Regions from separate parts of the Mus musculus genome. Here region 2 is linked to region 1. A link is a contact called in public promoter capture Hi-C data. All regions are on one chromosome and are shown on one strand. The core of a region is the stretch at or near the end of the contact, and the rest is flanking DNA. Distances in the headings are between cores, read along the strand shown. Region 1 holds the start of Slc27a4 (solute carrier family 27 (fatty acid transporter), member 4). Region 2 holds the start of Ttc16 (tetratricopeptide repeat domain 16).

Evidence for each region. Capture Hi-C pulls out chosen DNA fragments and counts their contacts.
Region 2: a contact with region 1 is called in a promoter capture Hi-C map of liver, with 2.3 times the contacts expected there. The contact joins the promoter of Ttc16 here to the promoter of Slc27a4 in region 1. A contact is called at or near these places in 3 of 39 promoter capture datasets (hematopoietic stem and progenitor cells, liver and pre-B cells) and 1 of 9 other capture datasets (liver).

Annotation. Positions count from the first base shown.
Region 1 is chr2:29,800,165-29,805,908 of GRCm38.p6, reverse strand. Slc27a4 (solute carrier family 27 (fatty acid transporter), member 4) reads right to left here and starts at 3,275. Exons shown (of 13, transcript NM_011989.5): 1 at 2,949-3,275; 2 at 1,583-1,749; 3 at 1-293. The coding sequence starts at 1,743.
Region 2 is chr2:32,772,373-32,778,116 of GRCm38.p6, reverse strand. Ttc16 (tetratricopeptide repeat domain 16) reads left to right here and starts at 2,484. Exons shown (of 15, transcript NM_177384.3): 1 at 2,484-2,786; 2 at 3,022-3,069; 3 at 3,560-3,726; 4 at 4,045-4,135; 5 at 4,309-4,452. The coding sequence starts at 2,769. It overlaps Ptrh1 (peptidyl-tRNA hydrolase 1 homolog), which reads right to left and starts at 2,296. Exons shown (of 5, transcript NM_178595.3): 1 at 2,222-2,296; 2 at 1,594-1,813; 3 at 1,311-1,410; 4 at 1,089-1,134; 5 at 524-995. The coding sequence starts at 2,287. The coding sequence ends at 813. Cfap157 (cilia and flagella associated protein 157) reads left to right here. Exons shown (of 9, transcript NM_025619.1): 8 at 100-289; 9 at 548-704. The coding sequence ends at 619.

The DNA.
Region 1 (5,744 bases), core at 2,026-4,525:
CCACGCCCAGCTTGGCCATGCCTAGCCACAGACCCACAAACTCATTGCGGTTTTCCATAAAGAGGGCAACTACATTGCCTGAGGCCAGGCCCCGGGCCTGCAGGAAGTTGGCCACACTACTGGAGTACTCATCCAGCTGGCGGAAGGTCCAGTGAGTGTCTGTGCCCTCGAAAATCAGGGCTGTCTTGTCCGGGTGGCGCTGTACCATTGAAGCAAACAGCAGGGGCACCGTCTTCCGCTCCTGAAGGTACCGTCGCACCTTGGTCTTCACCTTCAGGAGCACCATGCCACCACTGTGTGGGAGGAAAGAAGCTATCAGTGCTAAGCCAGGCTCCTGACACTGCCCAGGCTGCTGTCCAAACAGCCTGAGGCTCAGGAACCAGCTAGCTAGCTTTTAGTCTTTTGGTTCTCTGAGACAGGATTTCTGTGTAGCCCCAGTTGTCTTCAAACTCAAGAGACCTGCCTGCTTCTGCCTCCCAAGTGCTGGGACTGAAGGCGTGTGCCACCACGCCCGGCTCAGAGTTCTACTCTTATTCTTCTAAGTCTGCTGTTCTGCTAGAAGCCCTCTGGGGTGGGGCCCCAAGCCCATAGTCTCCATTCCTGATCTGGAGATCGGGAGCTCCCCGTAGCCCTCACTGCCATAGAAGCTCAGGGGTGAGCTTTCTCCCTGCAGGTGGAAGCAGGTACCTGTCACCTTTACTACCTTGTCTCCTAGGCCTTCTCCATGCTGGGCACAGGGAAAATGTCCAGAGCTTGTGGAACCCCCACCCTACCCCCATATCCCACACTGCCAACTGCTACTTCTTTGTCAGTGCTGGGTCCTCTGGCTGTGCTCTGTCCCCCTCCCCCACCTGCACAGCACCTTTCAAACAGAGAGTCCTTTCCCTTCAGGAGACCTCTTGGGTTTCCCGCCCAAGTTCCTCACCTGGGGCTTGCTCTCTTTATCCCATGCTCCCACAGCTCCTGTGGGGCCACTAGACACCTCTTATAGTCAGCCCAGACTGACAAACACTGAGCTGTCCATTCTAGGCAAGGCTCCCTTTTCCGGGTACTAGAACACAGGAGTGAGCAAGACCACCAGGGTCTCTGCAGCAATAGCACAGACAGTTTAGGGAGTTACTTCGTCCCTTTCTTACCTCCTAAAAGTCTGAGCTTCTTCCTCTCTGACCCTCAGAACCAGCCTAGCATAGAGCAGCTAGGAGCAATTTCTCCCAGCTGTCTAACTCAGGATTTGTGCTAGCATCCAGTGTCCCCCTGGGCTCTTTCAGGCTGTGCCAACCTAAGGAAAGGTCCTTTTCCTCTGGGGTCTTCTTCACCTTGCCATGAACAGTGTCCTCGTGACCCTTCTCAGACACATCTTTCAACAGATCTGCTTTGATTTGTGCCCCAGGTCAAGGAGTCTCGGGGTTAGGAGATTCCTTGAGACCTTGACCTTGGAGATGAAAGTTCTAGGTATGCCAGGAGAAGGGCAAAGAGAAGACACTGTTCCTTTAATAACCCAGATGTCTTGTGCTGGCAGGGATAATGGCTGGTAAAGCCCAGCACAGTTGAGACCCCAAGGGAGGCTAGATATGGTACTCACAAGATATCTCTCCTGACCGTCTTGATGAAGACCCGGATGAAACGCCAGCCACCAGACCCCAAGTACAGGAGCAACAGGGAGAATCCCACCTGGGTCCAGGGCAGCTTCAGCACTAGCTTGGAGAACAGTAGCGCCCCCACCAGAGATGCTCCAAGTAGCATTGTGACCTGCAGGTACAAGGTGGTTAGGAGACACAATTCCTTCTTTAGGGGCCGCTACTTCTGCACCAGCAGCCACTTCAGTATGAGCCCAAAGGGTCAGCCTATGGGGATTGCCTAGTCACCTTAAAAGGGGTGGCTTAAAAAAGGTTCAAGGCTTTGGTTCCATGCCAAGTTGGAGGGGCCTTGAAATCTACAGCTCTGGGGTTAAGAAACAAGAGGATGATCTAGCTTCTGGTTCTATCTTTGACCACCTTGTCAAGTGACCTTGTGCTAGCCCCTTTCCTACTTCAGGCCATAGCACCTTGCTCTATGCATTGGGCTAGTAAGACTTGTTCTTAGAACCTTTCTAACCCAAACAGGACAGTCCATTCACCGATATTCAAGCAACCTAACCAGATGGCCGGGAGACAGGTGCTGATAGAAGTGTCTCTCCTAGGGACTCCAGGAGGTTCTGGAAATGACAACACCAAAAAGGGCAGCTTCCTGGGAAGGGAGCCCTGCACAGTCTCTGGCCCACAGACTCAAGGTAGCGTTGTGCCTCTACCGGTCCATAGAGGGCGAGCCAGCAAATGGCTTAGAGGCAGGAGGGGCCTGAGAGGTGACAGCCCAGGGGTAGGGTGGAAAGAGGTGATTGTTGGACAGGAAAAGGATTTGGAAGTACCCACACATTCAGATGGATCTTTGAGGACTAGGGCTGAGAAGGGGAAAGGCTGTGTTGAAGCCCAGGGCAGAGATTAAGGCCCACGCTCTATTCCCTCTTCTTTATGGATTTAGTCAAGAGGACTGCTAATGGATTGCTTTTCTTGGGAAGAGAGGAAGGTCAAAGATATGAAGTAGCCTGAATATCTCCAAGCTAGGCGGAGGACCACGGCCTGGAACACAGGGAATCCCTTATGAGACTGCCTTCTGGAGAAAAGCATAAAGCAATGGGTGGGAGGACTACCGCAGGATCGCTAAGATCCTTAGCTCTCTGACAGAGGCAGTCAAAAAGCAAGCTAGGAGCCGGTCCAAGACCGCTGAGAGAGGAGACAGGACAGGAGGGGCGCCACGGACCGATTGCCTCTAGATAGCCAGGACATCAGAGCGTTCTCGGGGTTGGGAGAAGGAGGGCGCGCCCCTCAGTCCGAGCCGGCACCGCCGTCTCCCCCTGCTCGGCCTGGCACATTTTCCCCGCTCAGAAAGCCGCCGTCCCCGCCTTAGCTCACCCGGCTGCGGCTGCGCGGCGCGGCGCCCCGTCAGGATGCGGCCCGGTTGCGGCAGCGGAGTGCGGTGCGCTGGGGGCATCGGCCGCCCCGGGGCACACACAGCCGAGCCTCGGTGCGTCTGGCCCACTCCTCGTCCTTGTAGGGTCTGTACCTCTGCCCCGCTCCACCCCCACCCGCCTCCCGCACCCGCACCGGCTGTGCCAGCCGGCAGCACCGCCTTCTGTGCCGTCCCCGCAGAGGGCGAGCTTCTGAGTCCGTGCACCTCAGCGCAACCCAGCCCCAGCGCGCCCGACACCGCCCAGCCCCTCCAGCCCTGCGCGCACCACTGCCTCCGCAGCCGCCCGGCCCGCTGGGAGTGGTAGGCTGAGCCGCACGGCATGCTGGGAGTTGTAGTCCTAGTAGTCTAGCTTGTTCAGGCTGCTGAAGTTGCCCTGGTCAGGCAGTGCTCCTTGGGTCGTTCCTCTCTGCCATTTCCTGGACCAGGGGATCCAGGTAGCATAAACCCGCCCACAGACCATTTGAGAATACATAGCCAGAAGCTAAGGCCCAAGTAGAATTTGTTTAACTTATTATTATTATTTACATTTGTTTGCTTATTTGTGTATGTGTAGATACATATGCCAAAGACCCTGTGTGGTCAGAGGACAACTCGTGGGAGTTGGTTCTGTTCTTACACCATGGGCTCCAGGGATCATACTAAGGTTACTAGGCTTGGCCCTCAGTCTTGGGAACAGGCACCTTTTCCTGATCCACCTTGTCAGTCCTGTTTGTTTTTTGAAACAGGGTAGTAACTTTGCCCTGGATCTTGCTGTAGTTAATCTACTTCAGCCCAGAGCGCTGGCATTACAGACATTAACTACTACATTTGTCTTGAAATAGAATTTAGCAAATGTTCAATACCACTTGCTGAAAAAAAAAAAAAGCTGGATTCTGGCAGAATACACAGGGCATTGGGCTTCTAGACCATTCTGGAATGGTCATTCACCACAGCTGAGTATGATTGTTCCCTCAGGACTTTTACAGTTTTCAGTACCTTTGCAAGGTTCAAAAAGAACTGAAGAGCCAGGAGGAGTAGCTTCAGGGGATCTCCTCAAAGGTCAGGATTTAAAGCCTGTGTAACTAACTTTAACCCTGACTGATAACACTCCCGAACACTGGTTCCTTTGTAAACTGTGAGCTTTGTCAGGCTGTGGGCAAGGGTCTAGACTCACAGCCGTTGGATTGAGAGCCTCTGAAAAGTTCTGGGGTGACTATGCAACGTGCCTATTACTGCCTCTGTTCTTAAATAGCCCCTTCAATGACTCAACCTAGTCAAGTTCTTAAGGGGGGAAGGGGCAACCTTCAAGGTCTGTTTATAGGGATTACAGATGACATTTTGGTATGAAGATGGTCTGGACCTGCTCAGGATTGCATCCATTGGAGAGGCTGGATAGTAAGCTAAAGGATGTCTCTAGGGCTATAATAGCAGGTGCCCCATGTTCATAGACATGTGCATCACAGACCAACAAGAGAATCATGTTCTCAGCAGAGAGTTCCAAATCTGTGCCTTCTTATGGATTAAAGGTGGGCTTTAGGGGATCAAGCACAGCGGTGGTGGTGGCACACACCTTTAACCCCAGCACTCGGGAGGCAAAGGCAAATGAATCTCTGAGTTCGAGGCCAGCCTGGTCTACATAGTGAGTTCCAGGACAGCCAGGGCTACATAGTGAGACCCTGTCTCAAAAACAAACTAACAAAACAACACCCCACAAAAGTGGGTTTGGGGGTCAGGTAAGCATGGTGGTACATAACTTTATTATTTATTTATTTGGTTTTTTGAGACAGGGTTTCTCTGTGTAGCCCTGGCTGTCCTGGAACTCACTCTGTAGACCAGGCTGGCCTCGAACTCAGAAATCTGCCTGCTTCTGCCCCCCAAGTGCTGGGATTAAAGGCATGTGCCACCACTGCCCAGTGGTACATAACTTTAATTTCAGCACTTGAGAGGCAAAGGATCTCTGTGAGTTTATGCCTGGCCAAGGCTATACAGGGAGAATTTTGTCACAAACAAGTAAACAAGCAATATCTCGTGGCTATGATTCACGGAGGACTCACCTCACAGCACTGGTGTGCAAATTCATGGACACATTTGAAATAGTGCTGACATGTTTATTATTATAGTTTATAGGCTGGCTATAGAGAGCACATAAATCAAGCTCTAGGAGACATTATGGCTCCCTTTGTTTGATGTTATTCTGAGTTCACAGTGTGTCAGAATAGGGATAGACACACAGCTTAGTAGAAGAGCCCTACCTAGCTTGCCCAAGGCCCTTGTTTGATCCCAGAACCAAAACACCCAATCAATCGATCGAAAAAGCCAAGCAGGGCAATGTGACGCACACCTTCCCTGCCCACTCATGCATGTGCCCCCTTGGCACACACATACTTTTAGTCTCCACACACAAGAGCCAGAGGCAAGCAGGTCTCTGTGAGTTGGACATCAGTATGTTCTATATGATGAGTTCCAGGTGAGCCACGGTTACAGCGAAACCTTGTTTCAAAGACAACCTGAAGAGTGGACTCAGCAGTAGGGAACATCTGTTGCTTCCCTAAGTTTCCTTCCTAGCACCCTCATCCAGTAGCCCGCAATCCCCTGTAACCCAAACTCCAGGGAATCTGAAGCCCTCTTTTAGCCTCTGCAAAACATGCATACATATATAAATAGAAAAAAAATATTCAAATAAGGAAAGAAGGAGCAGGCCAGTCTAGGTCATATGACATGACAAGACTTTGTATCAGATAAAAACTCTGGGTAGAAAG
Region 2 (5,744 bases), core at 1,235-3,734, 3.0 Mb before region 1:
GTGAGCAGATAGCCCTGTGGGGGCCTCAGCAGACCCTGGCTCTCCAATATTTTTCCTCTTGTGGGGATGGAGGGGATGACCCTGGATCCCTCTCCACAGCCAACGCATCACCCAGACATCCAAGGAAGGGGCTGTTTCTCTGCTGCAGCAGCTCTCGACCATCACAACCTATAAGCCAGGGGATCTTGGGCTGGTGCCTCGACGTCCGGTCCGCATCCCACTCAAACCCCAGGATCTCAGGCCCCTCTCCTATATCACCCGAATGGGGATCTGCCAGAACACGAATGAGGTAGGGGTGCCAGGAACCCTAGGCACAGCAAGCTGACAGCTGTCCCTGGTTCTGCCAGGCTATAGTTGGGTAGCCTCAGGGATATGGTGGAATCTCTTTGCTCCTCCCCACCTAGAAAATGACCCAATGGAAAAAGGCTAAAGCATTATACCCATGATCCCTTAGGAATAGGGTTTGCCAGACCCTCTTGTCCCTACCCACTGGTGCCTAACCCCACAGGAAGCTTCCAATTTCAAGTTCGTATCTTTAATCTTGCAGATCTACCCATCTGGAGCTCTCAAAAGGTTCAGAAAGTTTACCCTTCCTAGACCTTTCCTACACCGCAAATAGCGAACGGGGAGACCAAGCTGCTGCAGAAACAGACTGATGTGGCCACAGTCCCTCCTTGAATCTGCAAGTAGCCTGGGGAAACCCAGGGAAGTTATATAAACATTGGGTACCACTGTGTCATTGCAGTTCTGTGGCCCTGTCTTGGCTTCATGGCACCGGCAGGCAGTCAAACAGGTAGATATATCCACTGGTATTAGAGGCCTGACAATGGTCCCTGGCTTCGAGCACGGATGTGGTCCAGGAGCAGGTCAGTGGCCTGATCCATCAATGGGGACAGTAGCTCCTGCTCCTCCGGGGAGAAACAGCCCAGGACATGGTTCTCCACCATATTAGGGTGTGTGGGGCGCCCGATGCCCACCAGCAGCCTTGGCATTGCCTGTAGGGTCCCAGGGGAATGAGGATGCATTGGTGAGATACAATGTCAATGCTAGCCACCCCCACCCAGGGCAGGGCAGAAGGGTAGACTCACATTGGAGTTCAGACAGCTAATGCAGGAACGGACTCCATTATGGCCCCTTGAGGGGATATGAAGAGCAGTTAGTACTTTCTGAGGCAGTGCCCTTCCTCCATTCCCTTGCCCAGGCCTTCTTCAGAGCAGCCCAGCCTATCGAGATAGATAGTCTCAACAATCTTACTCCACTCCAACAGAGGCCAGCATCCCTACCCAAACCTACGCACATAAGAGCCTCACCTTGCGCTGCCCCCCAGCTTCAGAGCCAGCTTTCCCAACGGCTTGTCCAGTTCATCATGGACCAGATAGATCTCCTCCGCAGTCAGCCCAAACAGCTCCGCTTGGCACAGGGAAACAACACTCTAGTTACTGCATATCTGCTCAGAGGGGTCACAACAACCCCCATATGTAAACAGGCTTCCCCAAGCCTTCACTGTAGTAATTGGGGCTCACCAGGCACTTGTCACAATTGAACCCTCTCTCTGGTCCCTGTGCCCTCTTATCCATGAAACCTACAACTCACCAGCTCGGGCTACGCTGCGCCCGTTGACGTTCATGAGGCGCCGCGGCCGGAGCAGTACCAGCTGAGCATCCCCGAGCGGGGCCAGGGCGAGGTCAGCAGCACAGCGCGAGTCACGAGTCCAATTCTCCGCCACTCCCAGTCGCCTTGCTATTTGCCCCAGCACCGCCATGCCCACACTGTGCCGGGTGCCGGGCATTCCGTGGTTCCCCAGGCCAGCCACCTGTAGGCAACACTCACTCAGGACCCAAAACATTGACCAGGAAACAGAAGCGACAGTATTGGGAAGGAGCACTTAAGGGTCTGGGAACTCCTGGAGGCCCCACCAGCCAGAGGATGCCGCTCCCTGGTGCAAGAGCAAAACTAAAAGTTTGGAGCCAGTTAGTATTGCGCCTATTTGACTAAGTAGAAAAAGGGACAACTATCCCGAAAAGATGGTTCCGAAGGTAAGGTTGCTGCTAACCCTGACAACCTGGGTTCGATCCCCAGAACCCACATGGTGGAAAGAACCCTCTCCTAAGTTGCCCTCTGACAGCCACAGGGCACATGCATACAACGCATACACTTAAATGTAAGCGTAGCTGCGGAGCCAAGCCCCGCGTCCCTGTGTAGCCACCCACGCCCCACTCACCAGCCACCGCTTCCCGGGGAACCGAGCCTCGGAAACCTGCCGGCTCAAGGCCCAACTCCGCCGCATCCCTGGACTAAAAAGACCGGACTTCAACGTGCCGACTCCCATTCACAGCCAGGACCCCGCCCCTTGACGTCAGGCATCCCTAAGCCAATAGCATCACGACATGTCCAGCGACGCCCAATCCAGGCTGGGTTTGGCGTCCGCCATGTCTCTGCGGGGCGGAAGTGGGTGGATCGCGGGCCCGGGCGAGTGTCTGGGTGCATTCCTCCGCGACGCGTCACCCTGTATGGCTCAGCCTTTGCTCGGCCTTTGCTCGAGGGCTGGTACCTCGTTAAGTTTCTACCCTGGCCCGCGTCGGCGTGCACTGCCCATAGGTTCTTTCCTTGACTTAGGCCTTGGCTTGCCTTGCTGAGTTTCTAGTGACTCTCGGAGGCGGGGCCAAGTGGGCGGGGCCTATGGACATCGTGGACCTGGTGCCTAGCAACAACGGAGCTAGGGAACCTCAGAGTATGCTTAGCCCAGAAGTTAGCCTAGAAACCTGGCCATGACAGACAGAAGCAAGGTGAGGGCTGAGAAGGGGAAAGCTGAGGCAGAGGTCGGGGCCGCAAGAAGGGCTTGAGGAAGAGCCAGTCAAGCCCTTCAGGGGAACTGGGAGAGGTCAGAGGTCATCATTTGTAGTGTGGTAGGGGAGAAGGGTGACTGGCCTCCCAGTCCTAAGGGAGAGAGAGGGCAGAGAGATTTTTTGGGGGGGTTGTTGTTGTTTTAACGTTTTGGGGTTTTGTTTGTTTGTTTTATAGACTCAGAGAACTCCATCTGCCTCTAGCTCTAGAACGGGGTTATTAAAGGTATGCACTACCGTGCCCAGCCCAAGTGGAGAGATTTTGAGGAGTGAAACACAGAACTTGAGGACTGATGAGACATAGGTTCCCCGATTCTGGTGACTATGGGAAGGGTGATCACACAGAGGTGAGAAGCCCTGGGAAGAAGTCAGGTGAAGTGCTTGCTCAATGTGACCTGACGAGTGTGAGAATCCCAGGGCGGGAGTCACAAGGAACCTTGTGCAGCAGGGTCTGAAAACGATGAGCAGCTAGAGCACAAGGTGAGAGCAGACAAAGCCCAAGAGGAGAGCAGAGGGTGCAGTGGTTCCTTGACCTTGACCACAGGACAGGGAGAGAGGCAGGGCTAGAGAAATGTTGGAGCCCTGGGGGACTGTTGAACCCCAGACTAGGTGTGCCTTCTACCAGGAGGCCTCTTCACACCTCTTCCAGTAGGCAAAGCTCCTGGGGGAAGTGTTCCTGAGGCCTTCTGAGCTTACTGCCCCTGGCTTGGTTCCAGGAGCCTCACAGTGCCCGTTCCCAGAAAACTCCAAAGCTAAAGGTTCCTGAAGCCCCAGAGAAGATCCTGCGACGCATCTTTGGGACCAGTCATGTGTTCTATGTTATGACAGATCCTACAAAACGAAGGATGATAGGATCAACAGTGCCTGCCAAAGTCAGAGAGTAGTGAGTGACTTCTTTGTCTCCAACTCCAGGTTCCTACTCTACAAAACCATTATTAATACTGGGTTCAGCTGCAAGCTGGCTGCTATCCCTCTCTGGGTCTCAGTGAACAGCGAGGGTAGAGGGATAAGGGGCTGATGCCCTGGAAGAGCTCCAGGAAGGTCAGCCTGGCCTCTGTGGAGCTCTGATGGCTTTTGCAGCCTCTTTACCTCAGCCCTCCCTCCTGCATACCCCATTCTAGCCCTGAGAAGGTCCTGGGCTGGTCCCAGATCAATACCAGATCCACTGCCTGTCCTGTCCTGTCCTGTCCTGTCCTCACAGCTATAACCAAGGCCATCAGTGCCTCCTACAAGAGGACTGGGAGATGTCTGTGCTGTTCTTCTCCCGTGCCCTCCACCTGGACCCCAAACTGGTAAGAGGAGAGTCAGAGTGGTCCCCAGGGAGCAACTGGCTGGGCATAAGTCCCCCACCCCCTGTCACTGTCAAACCTGCTTAGCCCTTCCTCCCAGGACCATCAGATTCTGGAACCACCTGGAAGGGAAGAAGTTGGAGAGGAAATAACAGCCAGGGTCTCTTTGCCTTTAGGTAGACTTCTATGTATTCCGTGCTGAGGCCTTCATCCAACTCTGTGACTTCTCCTCTGCCCTCCAGAACCTCCGCAGGGCCTACTCCTATGACCCAGGGAATAACAAGTACCTGAACCGGCTGGCCTTTGTGCTCTACCTACAGGTGCCTCAGCTGCCCCACCCGCAGGGGACTTCTCACCTTATCCCCAGCTACTGGCTTGCCCTTCACCTACAGGGAGCCTTCCTGGGATAGGATCTGAGTTCTTGGGGACTCCCGGTCTGTGCACCTGTTTACACCAGCTGCCCCCATCGCTGATTTATTAATTTAGCTGGAGGTGTCTAGAACTTCTGCAGTAAGGCTCTGACCTACCCACACTATCCAATAGGGTCACCACTGGCCACATGGAAATGTTGAGTCCTTACAGTGTGGCAAGTATGACTGAACTAAATTTTAAATTCGATTTGGGTGGGTTGGGTCCGTAAGGGGTGTGACTCAGTGGTAGGATGGCAGCTTGGCACACAGAGGGCTCTGAGTGCTGTCCCTAGTACTAAGTGGAATTTTAACTGCTTAACATTTATTTTGACATTGACTTGAGCATGTGTGCTTGTGTGTATGTGTGCATCTGTGTGCCTAGGGAGGTCAGAAGTCAGATGTCTCCTTGTACTATGTGGGTGGGCCCTGGGCATCGGCAGGCCTGATGATGAAGTGCCTGTACCCACTGAGTCATCTCAGTACCGTCAGTGTCTTTTGAAAGTTCTTTTGAAAGTCAGATATTGGCTAGAAGTTGAGTTGAGTGCAACAGTGGTAGACCATTTGCCTAGGAAAGGGTCTGAGTCCAAGCACCAGTGCCACAAAACACCAAGCCCCTCAGTTCCTACAAAGAAGCTTGGGTGGCCAGTGACACGACTGAGCAGGTAAGAGCATCTGCTTCTTAAGCCTGACTACCTCCGTGTGATAGCTGAGATGCACACGGTGGGAAGAAACCAGACTGCCACAGTTAGCTATGACTTTCACACGTGTGCTGCGGCATGTGCCTGCCCCCACACACCACAGAATAAATGCACATCATAAAAAAGAAACATTGGGCCAGACATGGTGGCTCAGGCTTGCACACTCTGCACACCAGAAACTGAGGCAGGAAGAGTCTCATGAGTTCAAGGTCTGTCTGGGTTGCATGGTTCCCGGCCAGTATGAGTTACACTGTGAAACGTTAATAAGACAAATATACCAGACAAGGCAGGAGAGCCCTCGAGGCATTCAGATAACTGATAGAACTGTTGAGGGCCTGTGTCGTGCTAGCTCACTTCCTGTGTGACCTGTGGCGAGTCACTTCACCTCCCTGATCCTGGGTTCCTTCATCTGAAATGGGGAACACTTGTGAATTCTAGACCTTTGGCCGGAGCCCCGCTGCCCTCACCTGTTGCCCCATTCTGTCTGGAATCTCTGTGTTGCTG